Linked DNA regions of Gossypium hirsutum: region 1 is linked to region 2. A link is a contact called in public Hi-C data. All regions are on one chromosome and are shown on one strand. The core of a region is the stretch at or near the end of the contact, and the rest is flanking DNA. Distances in the headings are between cores, read along the strand shown.

Region 1 (6,398 bases), core at 2,364-4,863, 310 kb before region 2:
TTTGACATTTCTCCAGTTTAGTTTTATATATTAATTCAAAATTCTGTAAAACTTGTTGGTAGTTTTATCTCATTCATCCATCCAGTTGCTAGTTTCTGATTTTCGTTTTCTTAATGGCATCTTTTAACAAGCATACGGTTATCATTTGAGATTCACATCCTATACTAGTTTTATAAGTCACATATTTGGATTTAGGCAAGAATGGCTGGAGAGTTGAGCTTTCTCATAATTCTAGAGGCAGAGGTGGACGTGGAGGCGGAGGTGGAGGTGGTCGGGGACGGTCGGGTGGTTCTGATTTGAAGTGCTACGAGTGTGGTGAGGCCGGTCATTTTGCTCGAGAATGTCGTACACGTGGTGGTTCTGGAAGACGTCGCAGCCGCAGCCCTAGATATCGTAGGAGCCCAAGCTATGGGCGCAGGTAAGGCCTCCTAAGCAAAACATTGCCTTCTACTCATGATTGATTGAAGTTTTACAATCGAATGACACTTTTTAATTCCAAACAGAAGTTACAGTCCTCGTGGACGATCCCCTAGGCGTCGCAGTCCCTCTCCTCGTGGGCGTAGCTACAGCAGGTCTCCACCATACCGTGGTCGTGAGGAATTGCCATATGCTAATGGGTGAACTTCCTTGAACTTTATGCTAGTAGCTGGAAAGGCTTTTTTTAAAGTTGTCTTTTTGATCAATAATGAGCAAGTGTATCAAACTAGTTAAATTTTGGTTACGCATCTGATTTGATCACGCTCACAGCTTTGTTCATCCTAGTTTAATTTTTTGTTGTACTGTTTGGATTATGATATGTGCATGAAAGATTGCTACTGAATTTGGTGTAGAAATGGTGCAAGGGAACGCCGACGGAGCAGGAGTTAAGTGCTGCAAGGATGTAACTCTTATGTGAAGGGACTGATTAAGTTTGTTTAGTTTGTTGACTTCAGTGCTACTGTTTTAATTGGGCAACGCCCGCAGCATCTTGGATTTGGTTAAGTTACTTTCTGTTTTTCCTTATTTCTATGATGGTTTTATTTGCTTTATCTATGCTAAGTACTTTTTTATGCGTAGGGGGGGAAACTTAAAATGACCTCTATAATTTTATTGAGAAATCATTAAAGAAATTCTGCTAAAAAGTTCATGCTTTTCTTTTGTGTTGAGGTGTCTTCTGGGTCTGCCTCGTTACTTTTCTGCTTCTACACGTCTGGGATTTGCTTCTTTGCTGCCCGTCTATGGGATCTTCAATATTTGATCATTGTGGGTCCCATTTGTCATCATCTGTAGTTGCTACTGTTTGAATGAATCTCTCCTGCTGTGATGAACCTTCGTCAAACTCTAGTGGCTTTACTTACTTTATCTTAAAAGGATTGAGGGAGCTGCCTCAAACGCTGCTTCTGGCAGGTACTATATCTGTTCTACAGAAGTTGATGTTTTAGGGTCCTTACAAGAGTGGGATTGGTAATTTACAGACCTTATTTTTTGTGCAAACTTTTTAGAAAACATGACGGTAAAATATTTTGAAAGATGCAAGGATATTTTGCTTACTGTTTTTCTTCAACATGTTTGTGGTCATTCAGCTGACAAGCAAGAATAAATTTGGAGTCTTCTACTTCTGTTGGGTTGGAAAGTTGGGAAGCTGTACTCACTTTTCTTCCTAGTGTCTGCATCTAGTTCCAGATGATTATGCTTGACAAAAAGTGTGTGCTTGATATTTTTCTTTCGAATATTTTGAGTTTTTTGCGTGTCTTTGGCGGTACATAAATTCGGGAGCGTTCTGGGATGGTTGACTCTTAGTTGCAGAACTTGATGATCTCGAACAAAGTCACAATATCCTCACAAGTTAATCATGATTCGCCGACCTTGCTATATATCTTTGGGTCCCTTGGTAGGCTGCAAAACAAGCATAGGTGAAGTGACTGGCCTGTTATCTTTGGTGTGACTGGATGATATTTAACCTACCAAAATAGGTTGGTTTCTTGTCTAGCTGTTTACCATCTTTGAATAGGAAGACTAATCATCATTTGGCGTCATGAATTTTTTTTGCTGTATACGAGATGCTAATGTTGCTCAAATGTCCCAATCATGTTTTTGGCCCTCTGGTTAACTCTGAAACAAGACTTAGGGACAAAGTTTTCATGTCAGATATTTAAGAGTGAGGTCATGTTAGATTGGGTGTTGTTTTGTTTTATAAACAGTTGGAATGATAAAAAGTCCAACAAATTCATTGTTCATGAGTTTAATTTAATTTCTGAAATTATTGTATGCAATGTTGCAATGCAAGTCAGATAGATGCACTTCCATTTGTTCCCGGTGATTAAGTTTTTTCTATGCATGGTTAGAAGTATGACTGCTGCTATGTTCATGGTGAACCAATTTATAATTTAAAATCTCCATAGAACATATTCTCTATTGTGTGATTTGCTTGAATTTTTGGTTTGTTGGAAGAAATATGAACGTAGTGTGTTTGTATGTGTGTCAGCCTCCATTATGGATACTGAATTTGGTCCATCTATGATATTTATATGTATATTGGTACACCGGTGATTACGGTTTTTTATTTTACATCTGACAAGTGGCTTAATTGATAATTTGAAAAGTGATTTAGAAAAAAGGGTAATGATTTGGTTTCAAAGTATCCTTTTGATGTCAATTTTTTGTTTGTCAGATGAGATTAGGGTGTACCAGCTGTCCAAGATTTTTGACTTATTTTTCATGGCGATATCTGTAAACATTATTAAATTTTAGTTACAGTGGTTTGTGAAGCCTGAAAAGGTATTGAAAGAAATTAAATTTGAAGGGTTTTTCGTTTTAAAAGAAGAAATTGAATAGTTGTTGATATTAGAAGTAAGCCCTTCCCAATAAAAAATTAACTAATTGCTGCATAGCCAGCTGTTTGAAAGAAAAAAATATTCTTTAGAACTTTGTTATCACTAATTATCAATTGTAGTCCTTTTAATCTGATGTCATTTAAACTGGTTAATAGCATTATGAATTTTTTTTAAAAAAAAATATGTAAATTAAAACAAAAAATTTAATCTCAACTTTTAATTGGTGAGACTTACCACTGAAAACGCCTGAATTATTTGAGTTTTTTAAGTTGTCCTTTTTAATTTTTTTATTCCTTTTGGAGAAACGAGTTCTGTTTTATTTTTTTTTAGATATTAAAAAAATAAAATTTCAAGTAAATAAAAAATAATTAATATCTTTTAAATGAACTTTTAGATAAATTTTAATGTTTTAAAATTAAAATTAAAATTAAAATTAAAATAGCATTTAGATTTGAATTAGGTGAGGTAAAAGTATGAACATGAAATTAGGAGGGAATCTAAAATAGTGGTAGACTTCTACGGCTCCATCACTGCCGATGTGGCAAGGACCACTCAACTGTGGGATCTAAACGTCCAATAAAGAATCGGGATCCCGCCTGTTTTTATTACAAACACAAAACAGAGAGCCGGCAACAACCCTGTCATCAAAATTGTTATTAAATTTTCAATTATCTTCCAATTATCAATAATATAAAAAATGGTTTTACTAAATGTTGGGTATAATAATAAATTAAATTATTATATAAACAATCGAAGGGAATCAATGAAAATATAAATATTGTTTGATCGCCTCCAATCTCCAAAGTCAATGGTATTTCGTGTGTTTTTTCACATTGAATCCTCTTTTTAATTTCTCCCAACAACACAAACTAGTTAAAAAAAAAAAACACTCTGAGCTGTTCTTCCTTCATTTTGCTTTCACTAGTATTTCTTTATTGAAATTCCTAGTTTTGGGATTTGCTTTCCTTTTTTCCTCTCTTTCTTCTCTTTCAGTCCTCCAAAAATCTTGCATCCGATTACGTCAATATCCTTCTTCCTCTCTTCTTTTCATTTGCAAAAAGAAAACGACCTTTTTGTTGGTATTTTCACTATGTTGGTCGATACGAGGAGGCAATGAAAGATCTATCTTGTTTACTTCTTTTTTTCTAAGCACTTCCACTTCCTTTATGATGGATTTTCAATATAATTTTTGTTGCAGTAAAGCTGCACCCATTTCTCTGCACACTTTACTTTTATGACCAATTTCACAAAAAAGGATGGAGTTCAAAACAGAGAAGCTAGTGAGGTAATCTTAGCAACCCACCTCTCCTCATTTTTCTTCAAATTTCCATTGATGGATCCTTTTTCGAATTCTCAGGTTCAACAACAATGGCACAGCACGTACGGAGAAGCCGCCACTGCCCGTATTCAAAGCAACCGTCCCTTTATTGAAAACCGAAGGAGTTTCCAAATATGGAAAGTCAAAGGTTCTTTTTCCAGAGGATCACGAGCCATGGAGGGAAAGGATTCTAGATCCTGGTACTGAAATTTACTTGCAGTGGAACAGGATTTTTCTCTTTTGGTGCTTAGTGGCTCTCTTCGTCGACCCATTGTTTTTCTACCTGCCTTCATTGATAAAAAAAGACACCACCTCTTGTTTGGAAACTGATTTGAATCTGGGAATCGTTGTAACTTGTTTCCGTACACTTGCCGATGCATTTTACGTGTTGCATATATTCATCAAGTTCCGAACGGCTTATGTGTCGCCTACCTCAAGGGTATTTGGTAGGGGTGAACTTGTTACTCACCCAGATTTGATTGCTAAAAGGTATTTGAGATCGGATTTCTTCATAGATCTTGTGGCTGCTCTACCTCTTCCTCAGGTACTTCATTCTGTAAATGTCCCTATTTAATCAAATGAAGGGCCTTTTTTGAATTGTTTAATTTGCAAGTGATGTTGATGGCGTTTTTGGTAGCTGAGACTGATGTAAATGCTGCAAGCAACCACTGGAATCTAGATATGTTTTTATGCGGTTGTTGAGAGAATGCTGATTTCTTTCGGGGAGGTCTTTTAACTGTCATGTGTTGAAAGTCGAAACATCCTTCAATTGGCCAGTATTATTTACGTCGGGGGATTTTATCTCTCAACTCTGAGAACCTAAGTGCCTAAAGACGGCGAGGTCAAACAGAGCGAGAGATTTTCGTCAGGTGGCTAAGAAGGTAGACCATGTATGTGTGCAAGTAGGTCCAGTGGTTGTGTTGTTATCCAACAATGCCTTATAGGGAACCTTAACCCTTCCAACCTTTAACCCTTCCAAGTGCAAATTTTGAGATTTCTATGGTGGTGACCATGTCACAAGCATCCAACGAGTCATTTCCGCTTTATTGAACCCACAATATTTTTCGGGTAGCTTTTTAAGGCACACGGTCTCTCATAGAGTTAGGGGATCAATACCAATCCACTAAAAGATCTGTCGATTCTCAATACACAATACTTTAAAATTTTCTCTCAAATAGATCTCCTTTCTAATAATTTTCTTTCACAAGGTTCAATATTTAGTAAGCATAAATCGCCGAAATAGTCACTTTTTTATCGGGTTATATTTTAATTACTTATATTTGAAATATTACATTTTAGTCATCTATGTTACCGTGTTATAACATTTTAGTCACTGGGCGTTAATTGTCGTTAACGGTGTAATGGTAAGCAGATGTAACACGTTAAATCATTATTTCAAACTAAAAAAAATATAAGGACTAATTGTATAATTTAACTTAGTTTTTTTTTGTAATGGTAATTTAACGTGTCACATCAATTTATCGTTATCCCGTTAACAACAATTAAAGACTCAGTGACTAAAATGTTACAACACGTTAACATAAGTGACTAAAACTTAACATTTTAAATATTAGAGACTAAAATATAATTTAAAAAAAATAAAAGTGATTATTTTGATAGTTTACTAAATGGGTTTTTGATAAATGATGAAAAAGTGATAGAAGTTTTTTCTTTGGTTTAAGGAAAGATATTTTGCTCAAGCTAAAACTGATTTAATATTTTTTTTTTCTTTTTACTTTTGTTCGCAGATTGTGATATGGTTCATTATACCAGCAATTAGAAGCTCCCATGCTGATTATACTAATAATGCACTTGTGCTGATTGTGCTGCTCCAATATGTTCCCAGATTGTATTTAATTTTCCCTTTAAGCTCTCAGATTATCAAAGCCACTGGTGTTGTCACAAAGACTGCCTGGGCTGGTGCTGCATACAATCTCTTACTTTACATGTTAGCTAGCCATGTATGTAAAATTTCATACCCCAATCTCGTCTGTGGCTATCATTGTTCCCATTTTGATTGATTGTTCGGCTTCGCTTCTTGCAGGTACTGGGGGCGTCGTGGTATTTACTGTCATTCGAGCGACATGCATCCTGTTTGAAAACTGAATGCAGAAATGAGACTAGCCCTGTGCGATGTGATCCTCGTTACCTCGATTGCGGCACATTGAATGATGCCAGTCGCCATAAATGGGAAAACAGTACTGTGGTGTTTGGTAAATGTGATCCCAATAATGATATTAGTTTTGACTATGGGATTTTCGAGAATG
Region 2 (5,982 bases), core at 576-3,075:
CAAATTCTATAGTTTTCGAATTTTGAAATTTTAGTCTTGATGCAAATGACAATCGTTAACCATTAACTGAATTTTTAATGCGTAATATGTGGAAATAACAAGCTGATATGACATTCACATATGATACCATGTTTGATGCATCAAATTTTGAAAATAGTAGAACTTAATGAATTTAACAGTTACCGTTTGGTGATGAGTTAAATTTTAAAATTTGAAAAGGATTGAAAATGACCAAATTAAAGTATAGGGACTAAATCCTCAACTTTCACAAAGTACAGGGCCTAATAGTAGAATTTAACTTTTTGTAAAACTTTGGTAAAGGGAAACTAGAATAAACGAAGCCCAACAAGAAACTTATTGGAACAGTTTGGAATAAATAAAGAGTACGATAAAACAAAGATAAAGGAACTTACCTTAACATAGAAAGGACCCAAGCGGATTAACATCTCACGAAACTGAAAGAATGTAAAAAATACAATAAGCTTGTAGTAACAAAAAAAATAAAATAAAATAAAATAAAAGAGGAAATAGGAACTTATGATAGTTTCAGCAAAACCATTGGCCAAATAACATGAAATTGCAACACTAAAGCATGCAAACTTCTAGTACAAAGTCAGCCAGATTATGCTAAGATTTCGATGTTTTACTCTACTCTCAAATTGGATGAATATAGATGCATGCAAGAATAATAGAACCAATTCAAGTTATTAAACAGAACATGTTTAAGAATAAAATTCATATAATACCTTCACAGCACGCTCTTTTATGTCTCGAAAAAAGAAATGCCAAATGGTCAACTTCAATACATGAAATGAAATGATTGCTGCTCTATACAAAGCCAGAAATGGGCCAAATCGGTATACAGCAGAAACGCTTGTTGAGCTGTGCGTTCCAACAGTATGCCCAAATTCACTTTCCAATGATTCTTTCCTCAGCTTTGCATACTCTGCAGAAGGCCTCTCACCATGGACACTGGCAAAACCTGTAGAAAACCTGCATAAAAAAGGATAAAAAAACAAATGTTAGAGACACTCCACATTCACCAGACCAATTTATTACATAACCCAATTCCGAGCAGCAAAATTTAGTGGTAAATATGAATGCACTTACAGTTGTTGCTGCAACAAGTATAATCGATGCCTGGTATCCATCTGAACTTCCGGAGAAACAGAATAACGCAGCATTGTTCCAACATGTCTATTATGGTTTACAGCTGCAAGCAGTATAAGTAATCAACTAATATAAACAGTAACATCCACATATACTCAAGGTCGTAAGAACATTACTAAATGAACAACCGAAGGTAAAACAAATATGACCAACAAAATATTACTTCCGGGAAGTTCCAGAAATGCCCAACTCGGTGCTATAAAAGTGCTTCACAATCCTAAAACTTAAATTATCAGGATAATACTAGCATCGAAGAAAATTAAACACAGTGCAGCAATAGGAAATCAAAGAACAATTGATATTAATGTTGATAGAATAATAAGCGGGGACGGAAAAGGAAAGACTAATAGAAAAGAAGAATGATACCAGTGGAGAGCAATGTGAGAAGGCGATGACGGTTGAGAGGAGCGAAGACATTCCTCATTGAGCGAACAGTACAAAGGCAAGCGAAAGAAGTCGAGCACCTACCTAAGCGAAAGCAGTCGTGCTCACAACTTGTTTGTGAAAATGCGTCTTTGAACGAAGCTTTTGATTGGGACCGGGCTACGAAACTTTTTCTATATTCTTTTTCTTCCGATTGCAGAAATGTTGCCACGTTATATGTCTACATGACACAGCAACCATTAACCAACCGCCAACCGCCTCATACGTATTGTTTGTTAAATGGAGAAAAAAAATTGAATGTTAAACTACTCTCTACATACCTAAATATTTACTATATTTAAAAGTTAAATTTTTTATTTTTCAAATTTAAAAATTTGCGTCTAATTATTATCATTATTAAAAAAATTCATTAAATCTTTTGGTATAAGTTTTTGAAATTAAAATAATTTATTCGGTATTTATGTAATAATAGAACTAATGTTGAAAATATTGATTAAGGTTTTAAAAAAATACACATTCATGATAAAATAATTTTTTTATATCAATAATTAACAATATTAACTATTTAGATTTACAAATAATATTATAAAAATAGATTAATTAAATTATGTTAAAATTAAAGGCCAAATTTGAAATTTGACCATTTGTCTTATAATATAAAATAAAAAAAGAAGCACAAACTTAAAAAAAACACAAAGCCACATGTTAATCTCGAAAAGCTCTCAAGGCATTTAAATTGTGTATAATTATGTAAAATTTTAATCGAAGAGTTCACAATGCAAACTATTTGGTCTAATTACTAACATTATAAGAATATAAACAACCAATTATGTTAGAAATTAAAGCATAGAGATTAAATCTCAAAACTAAACATAATAGAAGGATTAAGACTAAAATTTAACAATGTTTCTAAAATGTAAAAGAGAAAAGAAGGGAAAAGAAAAGCATCCGACATGTCATCTTTGGACCTTCCTTTTATATAATTGATAGATATTAGACACTTCTACTCTAGCCTTCAACTTCAAATTTCAATCCCATCCAATTGAACTTCAGTTAAATCAAATCTAATTTAACCATAAAAAGAATCAACAATCTGAATGAGCTCACATAATTTGTAATGACTCGAATTCAAAAAGAGTCTAACACAAAGTAATTTGATATGCAATGACCTTAGCATGAATTTAAACTCAAATCAACTGTAATTTTGGAAAAGAATCCCTCTTAGAGGTATTCATGAGCAAAGCTAGATTAGTTTCAGATCGAGTTTAAGTATAATATTAACACACTTTATACTAATTTAAGTCTAGTTCAACCTGAAATATGAGCTTAGAATTTTACCTAAACTTGTTCATACTTGTAAATGGTTAATCTAAGCCGATTTTAGGCCGCTCATATCATATTAAATTTTTGACAAATATTTATATTACTTATAATTCAAATTTAATAATTTTATATATTTTCTCATTTATTAAAATTCTATACCTAGTCAACTAATCTTTTTCTATTTATAGATTTAATTTTTTATGTGTTCTAAATTACATAACATATTACAAACATAAACCACCGAAGGGATCTACTATCACCATCACGAACTTTCGTTACCGCCACGGTTGACGTTGTTGTCATCTTTAGACTGCCACTGAGCACCATGGACCATCATTGAGTTGCCTCTGGTCACTGTCGGGCACCATCGGACTGTCGTCGGGTCGCCACCAACCATCTTCAACCATCACCAACCACTGTTAGGCCACCGCTGTCAACAACCACCGTTGGTCTTTTGCCAGTTCGTTGGGTCAAGTTTGTGTCGTCTCAATTAGTACTGGATGCATCCTGGTTCTCCGAGTTTCGCCTAAAAAATTGGTTACAGAAGACTTATGTTCATCTCAGACTCACATGAATTATTCTAAAAATTAAATAAAACCTACATGGAGATGATAGTCCACGATCTAATTACATATCCCAAAAATTATTAAAATAATAATTACAACCACTTTAATTTATAGGAATCACAATTTGGACAAAATTATTTTATCATATAAATAATAAAATAATATAAAAAATTCATTCATAAATATAATGCAAAACATGCTAATAATTATAAAAATGTCACATCTTATAAAAAATTAACCAAACATGAAGAAGAGAGAAAATTTTGGTATCAGTTTATACTATAAACATAGCACAACTTGCTTTTATACCGATTGTTGGAAAAATCTGGTTTAATAAATGGTTTTGTGTCACAGCGAAAAACTAAAATTTTAAAAATCAAGCTGGTTTGTGGTATTTATAACAATAAACTTTTCGTGAAAAGTACATGTGCTTTGTGCAAGACAGATCCTTTACGTTTTCGGCTTCCAATCGAATGGTCTTATCCGCTATTCTTCTACCATGAATCGCTTCAAGTGTAGGCTCAAACAATCACAAATCAAACATAGAATCACAAATAATTTTCTTACTTTCAGTAAGAAAGTAAATCTCTTTATCTATAAAAATCAATAGAATTGTTATTCCCGAAAAATAAAATTTATACTTAAAAATAATTTCTCACCATTTTCAAGCAAGATAACAATATCTCAAAGTTGTATATGACTTGTGTATATAGCCTTACCAGTGTTGTCTATTTATAGGGAGAAATAAAAGAATCCTAGTTGAATTAGTAAAATACATATAATACTTATCTGATAGAAAAACTAGTCTCCTAGTTCTACTAGGAAAGAGGTGATAAATGCTAAAAGTAACATGTTTTAACCCCATTCTTAACGCTTTTTTTGGTGATTATCCGATGTTAATTGTGAATTTTATACTCCTAATCCTTTAAATTCATGTTTTAATGCTTAATAGAGCAATTGGGAGCAAAAGGAGTGAAAATCAAAACGTTAGAACAAGCTAAAGGAGTTGCATGGGCTACACCTTTTCACATGGCCAAACCACACGGCCGTGTCAATTAAACGAGATTGTGTAGTAAATAGTAGAAAGTTGTGTTTTTTTAGGTTTTTCGAGCATTCTAAGACATATATATGTCAAAAATAAGAAGATGGGAGGGAGGTGCTAGAGAATACTCAAGAAAATAACTCGAAAAACATCATTTAAGACAACTTTGAAACATATTTTTGTGAAGATTGAAGATTCCCAATGTAACATGCCAAACCCGTGTCTATTGCCAGAACAGGGTTACGGAGCATTATTGGAGTTTTCAGAATATTTACAAATAATTCATGTCAACTATTTTAAAACTTTCGACTCAGATACTTTAGTTTCCAACACATATGTAAGATAAGCTTCATAACCTTTTCTAATATAGTTCTGTGCTGATATTGCTGAAATCACATTAGGTAATCCATCTAATTTATCATATCCAACATAGAGTAACTCACCACTCTAACATTTCAATATAATTTATTTCTGTTTACAATTCACCACTGCATCATGTTAGGTTAGCTAGTCCATTCCCAAAATCACATCAAATTCATCAAATGACAATAACATCAAATCAGCCGAAAAACAATAACTCTTTACCGTCAATGGACAGTTTTTATAGACTTTATCCACCATAACATACTAACCCAGGGGGTTTGAAACTTTAACCATAAATTCAGTGAATTTAACAGGTAAATTTTTAACAGACACTAAATTTGTGCATATGTATGAATGTGTGGAACCAGGATCCATCAAAGTAGTAATATCAGTATCAAGTAGAGAAAATGTACCAGTAATGACGTCTGGTGCAGAGGCATCTTCTCTAGCACGAATAGCATATGTCCTTGCCGGTACTCGTGCCTCAGATTTAATTGTTATATCCCTTGTAGTACCTTGGCTACCATTGAAATTGTCGGGATAACAGGGTGGTCTACCTCTTGGAGCAAGATTACTCAACTTTGAAGTCTGTTCAATATCTCTTTCAACCCTTTCCAGGCAATCTTTAAGGAAATGATCAAGATAACCACATTTATAACATGCCCCACTTCTTAATTGGCATTCTCCAAAATGAAATTTGTTACAAAATTTACATTTCGGTTTAGGATTAGCAGCACTACCAACACTGGTTACAACTGGAAACGAGGATCTCGGGTTAGAGCGTTGAGAGCCTCGCTCTTTTCCAGAATATCTGCTGATGTTGTAAAACGATCATAATACTTCTTTGATTTCTTAGAAGCAGATGATTGCGACTTGCTCATAATTCTTTTACTAGAAACTCGAGCTTCTCTTTCAGCTTATTTCTTTTTTTTACTCAATTCTTCAGCTTTGTATGCTCGATCAGCCAATACTACAAATTCCTTCAATTCAAGAATATCAATCAATAACTTAATGTCTTCAATTAAGCCCTCTTCAAAACATTTGCACATACCAGCCTCGGTTGGAACCTAGAAACACAAAAATTTATATACTTTTTCATACCCTTTTTAACTTAAAACCAGGCTATTCCGGTTA

Evidence for each region. Hi-C and Micro-C count contacts between places; a contact is called where the count stands out from the background.
Region 1: a Hi-C map of leaf shows a contact between it and region 2, with 2.4 times the contacts expected there. The contact joins the promoter of LOC107961724 here to the promoter of LOC107961719 in region 2. A contact is called at or near these places in 9 of 34 Hi-C or Micro-C datasets (anther, callus and leaf).

The regions. Positions count from the first base shown.
Region 1 is chrA06:45,103,894-45,110,291 of Gossypium_hirsutum_v2.1, reverse strand. It overlaps LOC107961724 (probable cyclic nucleotide-gated ion channel 14), which reads left to right and starts at 3,613. Exons shown (of 7, transcript XM_016897812.2): 1 at 3,613-4,098; 2 at 4,171-4,675; 3 at 5,880-6,092; 4 at 6,176-6,398. The coding sequence starts at 4,070. LOC107961727 (serine/arginine-rich splicing factor RSZ22) reads left to right here. Exons shown (of 7, transcript XM_016897814.2): 4 at 196-418; 5 at 504-617; 6 at 831-1,443; 7 at 1,563-2,247. The coding sequence ends at 867.
Region 2 is chrA06:44,794,342-44,800,323 of Gossypium_hirsutum_v2.1, reverse strand. LOC107961719 reads right to left here and starts at 1,825. Exons shown (of 14, transcript XM_016897804.2): 1 at 1,537-1,825; 2 at 1,111-1,213; 3 at 747-993; 4 at 414-455. The coding sequence starts at 1,594.